Linked DNA regions of Oryctolagus cuniculus: region 2 is linked to region 1. A link is a contact called in public Hi-C data. All regions are on one chromosome and are shown on one strand. The core of a region is the stretch at or near the end of the contact, and the rest is flanking DNA. Distances in the headings are between cores, read along the strand shown. Region 1 has its middle 25 kb from the start of GINS3. Region 2 overlaps NDRG4 (NDRG family member 4).

The links. A called contact is a pair of places that touch in the nucleus more often than the background predicts.
Region 2: a contact with region 1 is called in a Hi-C map of liver, with 11 times the contacts expected there. The contact joins two enhancer-like sites. A contact is called at or near these places in 5 of 6 Hi-C or Micro-C datasets (ear pinna, embryonic fibroblasts, liver and 2 more).

Annotation. Positions count from the first base shown.
Region 1 is chr18:41,677,779-41,681,960 of mOryCun1.1, forward strand. No RefSeq gene overlaps it. Among named protein-coding and RNA genes, the nearest start is that of GINS3, 25 kb to the right of the region's middle. Within about 2 kb of position 2,108, at least 1 of the 8 cell types and tissues checked has an H3K27ac peak or open chromatin away from gene starts, as enhancers often do.
Region 2 is chr18:41,785,561-41,789,459 of mOryCun1.1, forward strand. NDRG4 (NDRG family member 4) reads left to right here. Exons shown (of 16, transcript XM_070061974.1): 3 at 2,260-2,304. Among named protein-coding and RNA genes, the nearest start is that of SETD6, 17 kb to the right of the region's middle. Within about 2 kb of position 2,556, at least 2 of the 8 cell types and tissues checked have an H3K27ac peak or open chromatin away from gene starts, as enhancers often do.

The DNA of each region.
Region 1 (4,182 bases), core at 858-3,357:
CCAAGAATTTTTTTGTATATTCTTTTATATTTTTCACATAGTTAATTCATTGCAAACCAGTTAAGCTTTAGTCCTTCCTTCTTGATAAATATACACTTTATTTACTTTTCCTAACTCATTACATTACTAGGACTTCTAGTATGATATTGAAGAGCATTGATGAGAGGGGACAACTTTGCCTTGTTCCCAGGCCTTGAGGGACAGCATCTTGTTCCTCAGGGAATTTTTTTTAAAGATTTATTTTATTTATTTGAAAGACAGAGATACAGAAAGAGGCAGAGACAGAGAAAGAGGTCTTCCATTCTGCTGGTTTATTCCCTAGTTGGCCAAAACAGCAGGAGCTGTGCCGATCCGAAGCCAGGAGCCAGGAGCCAGGAGCTTCCTCCAGGTCTCCCACGCAGGTGCAGGGGCCCAAGGACTTGGGCCATCTTCCACTGCTATCTCAGGACACAGCAGAGAGCTGGATTGGAAGAGGAGCAGCCAGGACCAGAACCGGGGCCCATATGGGATGCCAGCACTCCAGGCCAGGGCTTTAACCCACTGCACCACAGTGCCAGCCCCAAGGGAATTTTAACATTAAATGATCCATAATCAGTCAATCAATCAATCCATCTCTGTAAAACCTCTTTACTCCTCTAATTCTCTTCCCTCCCCCACCATCACCTTGCCCTTGCCCTTGCCCTGAGGTCATCACCGCTATTAATAGTTTTGTGCATTTTGAGTTGAACGTTTTCCTAAGTATACTGCCATACAGTTTCTGAAAAGCAGAAATGGAATTGTGAGATACATCTTTGCCTGACAGTTATGTGTTCTTCCTTAAGAGTAGACCAGTCATTTTTGCTTTCCAGGCCAATGCATATAAATTTACTTTATTCTTTACATGACTGCATAATAGGGAAATAGGATTAGGGGAGGCAGAGTCTAGGACTAAGAACAGGACCTCTTTTGATGTTCTTCTAGACATAGAAGTAATTATTGAAAGTTTTTTTAATTCCCGTTGGTCAATAGGGTGTATTTGAATGCCATACCAAGCAGAGATGGGCATGAGGGACCCCAAGATTTTCTTGTATTACATTAGAGAAATTGCCAGTGCAGTGGGGTGGAAATAGACTCATGGAAGATGAGACAGATGTTACGTCTTACGTCCAACTAGGAAAGTATCTACAGACTAGCTCAGTATTTCAGGTGAGAAATGATCAATCCCCAGAGAAAAGGAGATAGATGTTTGCAATGTTTGGATTGTTGTATTGGGAGCAGCAAGTCATGGTGATTGGGTGGATGTGGAGGTTGAAGAGTGAGAGACATTTGAAGTAACATTTAGGTGTCTGTCTTGAGCAATAGGGAGACAAGAATACAGGAAGATAATGAATTTACTTTGGGGACTTGGTAAAGTTCAAGTGCCCATGGCTGTCTACTTGGGAGTATTTGACAGGAGACTGGATTATGGGTGTGAGCTCAGGAGGCATCAATCTGGGAGCGACCCATAAAATGGGACACACTGGAAGCCACTGCACCAGATAAGATAATTTCAAGAGAGTGTGTAGACTAGAAAGGGAAGGGAAAGTAAGGACAATATATCCCCACGGGAAAAGAGGAGTAAAAAGGTGGCCACCAAGAGACTAAATACTAATGGCTAAAAGCAAGGGAAGAATGCTATCCTGGGGTGCAAGAAGAGAGAAAATATTGAGAAGAATGGAGTTGCAAATAGCATCAATACTGCAGACAAGCCAGCACAGGCAAGATCTTTCTGGAAAGGCTGTAGGAGGTCATGGGTAAGTTCAGGGACATAGAAGGAGCTGAAGCCGGAGAGCAGGCTGAGGGGGCAGAGAAGTGCGCGTGGAGCAAGAGATGAGGGAGCAAGGGGAGACTGCAGCTTTGGGACATTTCACTCAAGGTGAAAGGAGAAAAATTAGGTGATAGTTAAGGTCATAGGGATAATTTTGCACTCATATCATTGTTATATATACAGATTAAAAAATCAAAGTTCAGAGAGTCCTCTTCAGTGTTATAAAATCCAACATGTCAAGTTAATGGAGCTTAGATAAGTGAGTCAGACCCTATTAGAGCATATGTCATTTGGGTTGTTATAGGTATACGGCCGTGACTCAGAAATGCTGACACAGAGCCACGTGTACTGTATAGTACTAAGCAGTGCTTATGCATTGTCAAACAGCAAGGTAAAAGATGGTGTGGTGGTGTATAAATACAGCTAGTAGAACCTCCCAGCACTGTGGAAATTGCATTTCACTGTGTGGAAACTTTGGGAACCTGCATTTGATTAGCAAATCCCTGGAGATCGTGAAAGCCAATTAGTAGATATGGAAAACCTACAGCTTTCTTTATAGCTAAGCTTCCACAGGGGAGAAAATGACTCAGAAAGGTATGAATTCAATTCTATAGGATATTTTTTCTGGCTCAAGTATTAATTTTTCTTTAAAAAGCAGATGGCAGGATGGTTTATTGTTAAGAGCACAGAGAATGAAATTTAAGTGACTTGAGTTTTGAATCCTAGATCAGCTCTAATGAGCTCTGAAGTCTTGAGTAAGTTTCTGATTTGCAAAGGGAGAAAAATATTAGTACCCACCGTGGAGGGTTGTCACACAGATGAAACATGACCATGCACGTGCAGGCCATGGCATGGTATAGAGCGCTGAGTTGGGGTTCAATGAGCATCAAAGGATCCCAGTAGGAAGAGAACTGCAGACACAAATGTTGAGGGCAGTAATGACTGGGGCTCAGCTGGAGAGATGTTGGGAGAAAACTGACGTGACATGAAGTAGAGAGGATAGGAGCAAGGCAGATGGATCTTTGTTGGAAAAAAAAAAAAACAGTAAAACAAGACTCCAATAGTATCCATGTGTATTTTGTATTTCTAAACAGCAGTTTAAGCCGCCATCCGCAGCGCCAGCATCCTATATGGGCACCAGTTCAAGTCCCTGGCCCTTAAGGTCATTTGGGGAGTAAACCAGTAGATGGAAGATCTCTCTGTCTTTCCCTCTCTCTGTAACTCTGACTTTCAAATACATATACATACAAATAATCTAAAAGAAAGTTCATAGGAGGAGCCAGCTTCGTTGTGGTGCAGCAGGTTTAAGCTGTGGCTTGCAATACCAGCATCTCATATCAGAGTACCACTTTGCAGTCCGGCTGCTCTGGGCTGCTCTGTTTCTAATCTGGCTTCCTGCCAATGCACCTGAAACGCAGTTGATGATATTCCAAGTACATGGGCCCCTGCCACCCACGTGGGAGACCAGGATGGCTCCTGGCTCCTGGCTCCTGGCTTTGGCCTAGTCCAACCCCAGCTATTGCAGCCATTTGGAGAATGAACCATCAGCCAGAAGATCTCTCTGTCTCTGTCTCGACCTGTATTTCTTTCTCTCCACCCTACCCCAGGTCACTCTGACTTTAAAATAAATAATTTTTTTAAAAAGTTCATGGGAAATGGAATTTTTAAAAGTTTAAAGCAAAAATTTTTTAAATTCATGCATAATTTTTTCATAATATATATTTTCAATGAACTTTTTGAAGATTCCTTGTATGCATGGATTTTGAAATTTTGGGGCACCCAAACTTATCTTTTAATTCACTTTCTCGATCTCTGCGAGTGAGATCCCAGTGGGAAGAATGGGCCATCAAAGAAGGAGGTACCTTTCTCTGAAGAGAGAAATTCCACTTTGACTATGATCTTGTCTAAATAAGATTGGCGAACTCAAGAGGCTTCCATAGCCTTGGCAACTCATGACAAGAGCCTAGGGTGATTACTGATGCCATAAACAAGAGTGTCAATTTGTTAAGTCAACAGCAGGAGTCACTGAGCGCTTACTCCCCATGTAGGATCTCTGTCCTTAATATGTTGTACAATGTGAATTAATACTATAACTAATACTCAAACAGTACTTTACACTTTGTGTTTCTGTGTGGGGCAAACTGTTGAAATCTTTACTTAATATATACTAAATTGATCTTCTGTATATAAAGATAATTGAAAATGAATCTTGATGTGAATGGGATGGGAGAGGGAGAGGGAGCGGGAAATGGGAGGGTTGCGGGTGGGAGGGAAGTTATGGGAGGGGGGAACCACAGTAATCCAAAAGCTGTACTTTGGAAATTTATATTTATTAAATAAAAGTTAAAATTAAAAAAAAATCACTCTCATGAACTCACCGAAGTCTTGTGTTATAT
Region 2 (3,899 bases), core at 1,306-3,805, 110 kb after region 1:
CCCGCTACGCCACAGCATCGGCCCCACCACACCATTGTATGTGAGGGACTTGAATGCTCATAGATTCTGATACCGAGGGGGTCCTGGAAGCAGCCCCTCGGATGCTGAGGGCTGACGGTGCTTCTACACAGCCCCCCTCTCCCCTCCCCCACCTCACCTGGCCACCTCTGGAGACCTGAGCACCTGGCAGGGCTACACGGCTACTCCTGCTGCTGCCCGGGCCCCCTGCGTGGCCTCACCAACCACGGCTGTGCTTTCGGGACCAGAGGGACCACTCTTGCCCTCTGAGCACCGCTCACGTCCTGTGTCCCAGCCTCAGGCCTGAGTTACACCTGCTGCTGCTTAGCTTTGGGGCCCTGCCCACCTGCTATTTCCTGGGTGTCTCACCCCCCTCCCTGGGAGCTCCCAGCACACCCCGCCATCATCTGCCGCCTCCTTTTTGTCGGATTTTGTCTCAACAAGACTGCCGCCTCCTTGCTCTGAGATAAGCGCCCGTGGCTGCCTCTCCAGCCTCCCCGCGCCAGCTTTTTGGGTGAGGATTCTTGAGCAGCCACAGCCCCTCCCCTGGGCCCTGTCCCCTTCGGCCAGGAGCAGCTGCAGAGCCCCCAGGCCTGGGAGGCAGCAGCAGGCGAGGCCGAGAGAGCACGTGGCTGAACTTGTTTGGGTCTCGTCCCTCCCACCCCTGTGCAGAAGGGCTTTCTGCTCCACGTCCTCCAGCCGCCGCCTCTGTCTCCTTTATCCGCAGTGTGTTCACCAGGAGACCCCGCAGCGTGCACTGCCCAGAACAAGACACAGGGACAGGCAGTGGCCAACGCTGGGCTTCTCGCCTAATGCTTGGGGACTCCCTGCCCAGCAGAGGGCAGCAGAGGCAAGGAAGGGGCCGTGAGCCCTGCTTTACTCGTGCGTGGTCTGGTCCCCCGACAGGGGTCTCCCTCCAGCGGGCCCAGCTGGCTTTTTTTTATCGGGCAAAGCATAACAAGTCAGGCACAGGGGCGCATCTCCAGTGGCACTCCCCTCCTCTGGGAGGTCAGGTGGTGAATCCTGATCCGTTTGTGTCTGGGAGGCACTGAGTCCACGCCAGGATCCGTGCTGAGAGCACAGCCAGGCGCACCCTGGAGTCCAGCACGCACACCAGGCGCCCATCACGGACACAACACCCCCCCCCCCCAGTGTAGCGCGGGAGCCCTAGGGATTCGGGAGGACAGAGCAGGCAGGTTAGGGGGCGTGGCCAGTGCTGCAGACCCTGACAGTGCCTCTGTGCGGGTGGGAAGAGCCCCCTTGTGACTCAGCTTCCCCACCCCTAAAGCGGGGGAGATAGTCATGCCCGCCCCACCCCCCTCCCCTGCTTCTGTCCTGGTGCCTTTGTTTGTGCCCACAGCTGGAGCTGCCCCCAGAGACACAGCTGGGGGGGTTGGGATTCCCAAGAAAGAGGCGCCGAACACCAGGGCGTCCAGACCAAAGCCTTGCCTGGGGGCCCTTGTTTGCAGTGCACAGAGACTCCGCCTGGCTGTGCCTGCAGCCAGGGGCCCAGTGTGTGTGCTTAGATGGGGTTGAAGGAACTGGGGCTCAGGGTCAGGGCCACTGGTGCCTGGGAGTGGTCGAGCTCCCAGCCTGGGCTCCAGGGTTGGGCTGGGTCACAGGGCTGTTGGCACACACCTGATTCTCCATCAGGACGCAGAGAGCTATGGGCGGGCGGACCCTGATGCTCAGGAGAAGAGGACGTGGGGGCAGAGTGTATGTGGAGTCAGAGATCCCACCACGTTCCAGCCTGCGACCCTGCCTCTCGGAGCCTCTTCTCACCGATGGGGAAGCCCATAGGCTCATCTGCCTACTACGTGATAGCCCGATGCCTGGCTCCTGGCCTCCCATCTTCTCTCTGGTAGACAGACAGGCAGAGCTCCATCCACTGGGTCACTCTCCAAATACCTGCCATAGCTGGGCTGAAGCTGAGAGCCAGAAACATAATTCGCATCTCCTACCTGGGCGGCAGGAACCCAACCACTACTGCCTCCCGAGGTCTGCACTAGCGGGAAGCTGGAGTCAGGAGCCGGAGCCAGGAACTGACCCCAGGTGCTCCAGCGTGGGATTCAGGCGTCTCAGCCCTGGGCTGAATGCCTGCTCCTTCTTGGCCGCTTTGGTTCACATTTGGATAGATCGGGGAACGGCGAGACTGCTTGAGGTGGAGACCCTGTGCCCTCCCAACCCCCCCGGGGCCAACTGGGGCCTAACCTGCCACCCCTTCTGTTTGCCTTCCCATAGGAGAATACCGACAACTTCCTCGCGACTGTGGACACAGACTGGAAGGTAGGTCAAGGCTGTGCCTCCTGAGATGTGGGACTGACAGCTGCCCTTTCCCTCCCTGGCCACGTCCCATAGTGGGGTCACAGCCCTTCTGTGTGCCCCAGCCTGGAGTGGCCGGGGCTGGGCACCTCCCACCCCCCAGGACCGCCCCCACTGCTCGCTGTAGCTCTGCCTGCCCCTCGCCGGAGGTGGGGGCCAGGCTCTGACTTCCTGGCAGGGAGGGGCGGGCCTGGGGGAGTGAGGATGGAGCAGGAGTGAGGGATGTTGTCATCTGAATCAGCGTTTTCCTCCAATGAAAGCCCAGTTGCTGCTCCAAAATAGCTCCTGTTTCCATGGCAGCAGTTGCCCAGACAACCATGGCCTCTTTAGTTAGGAGACCCGATTCTCTGTGCAAACCGAGCTCGATTCTCTGTGCAAACCGAGCTCGCTCCTGGTGGTTAGTCCCGCTCTTCAAGGTCTTGCTCGCTGAGCCGGCCGTTTCTCTCCTCGAGTCCAGCACTGACCATTCATTTCCAGGTCTCAGAAAACAGCTACGAGGAGGCACCACAGGGAGCCCCACTGGGTCCACGTCCCACTGGCCCTGCTGACCTCCCTTAGGGTCAGTCTCCAAGCCCCATGAGAGCACCGACCTTGAGATCTGGACTCAGGGGCGATGTGTAGGTGGGGCTGCCTGTGGCTTCTCCCCTAGAGGCCACAGTTCTGCAGCCAGGGCCTGGGGCCTGTGTGCTGATCCCTTGGTCACGCACAGCTTCAAGGACGCCCGCGGTGTGCTCGTGTCCAGCTCCCCAGGGAGAGTTGCCTGCAAACACCAGGGACTCTGGAGCTGGGCAGGGAAGGCTGGGACTTGCAGTGGGGAAGGAATGGGCCTCAGGCAGGGGATGGGAGGGATGTGGCGGGAGATGGTCGGAGCAGGTGCAACAAGGAGCTCTGGTCCTGTCTGCTCCAGACAAGGATGGGGTGAAATCCTGGAGCAGCCAGCCCCTACCTGGATCCTCTGGTCCCACAAGGCCAGGGGCAAGGGTGTTGGGGAGTGAGGGATGCAGGGACGCCTGGGGTCACAGAAGAGCCCCCCCCCAACGCAGGGACGCCCTGGGGTTGCAGAGGAGGCCCCCCCCCCGCTGCCCCTCTGAGTGCCCAGCTGCTTCTACCAGGCCTCCTGCTGGCCCCTGTGGGCAGCTGCCTGCCCCCAAGTTGCCAGACCCATGCCTGGGGCAGCTGCCCATGTGGCCCTACACCTGACCCAGGGCCGCACATGTAGAAACGCATCTTCCTGGCCACCCGTTAGACCCCTGGGGGCAGGGTTTTTTAGGGATTTTTTTTAGAAAAGCAGCCACAAGCACGGTGGTTTTCTGGGCCAGGGCATGCAGGGATGTTACCCCTGACGTGTGGTGCATGGGAGCAGGAGGGACCCTCGGGAACCAGACAGACCTGGGTCCAGGTTGGGTCCCTGCCACTGATGCGACTTCCAGCCACACGGCTCCACCGGCTGCACCACTGCTACAGTGAGGCCGGCAGCCCTGAGTGTGGGGGAGTGAAGGTGCCCACAGGCCCAGGTTGGGACACTCGGCTGACCGTGACAAGCGGCCACCAGATCCTGG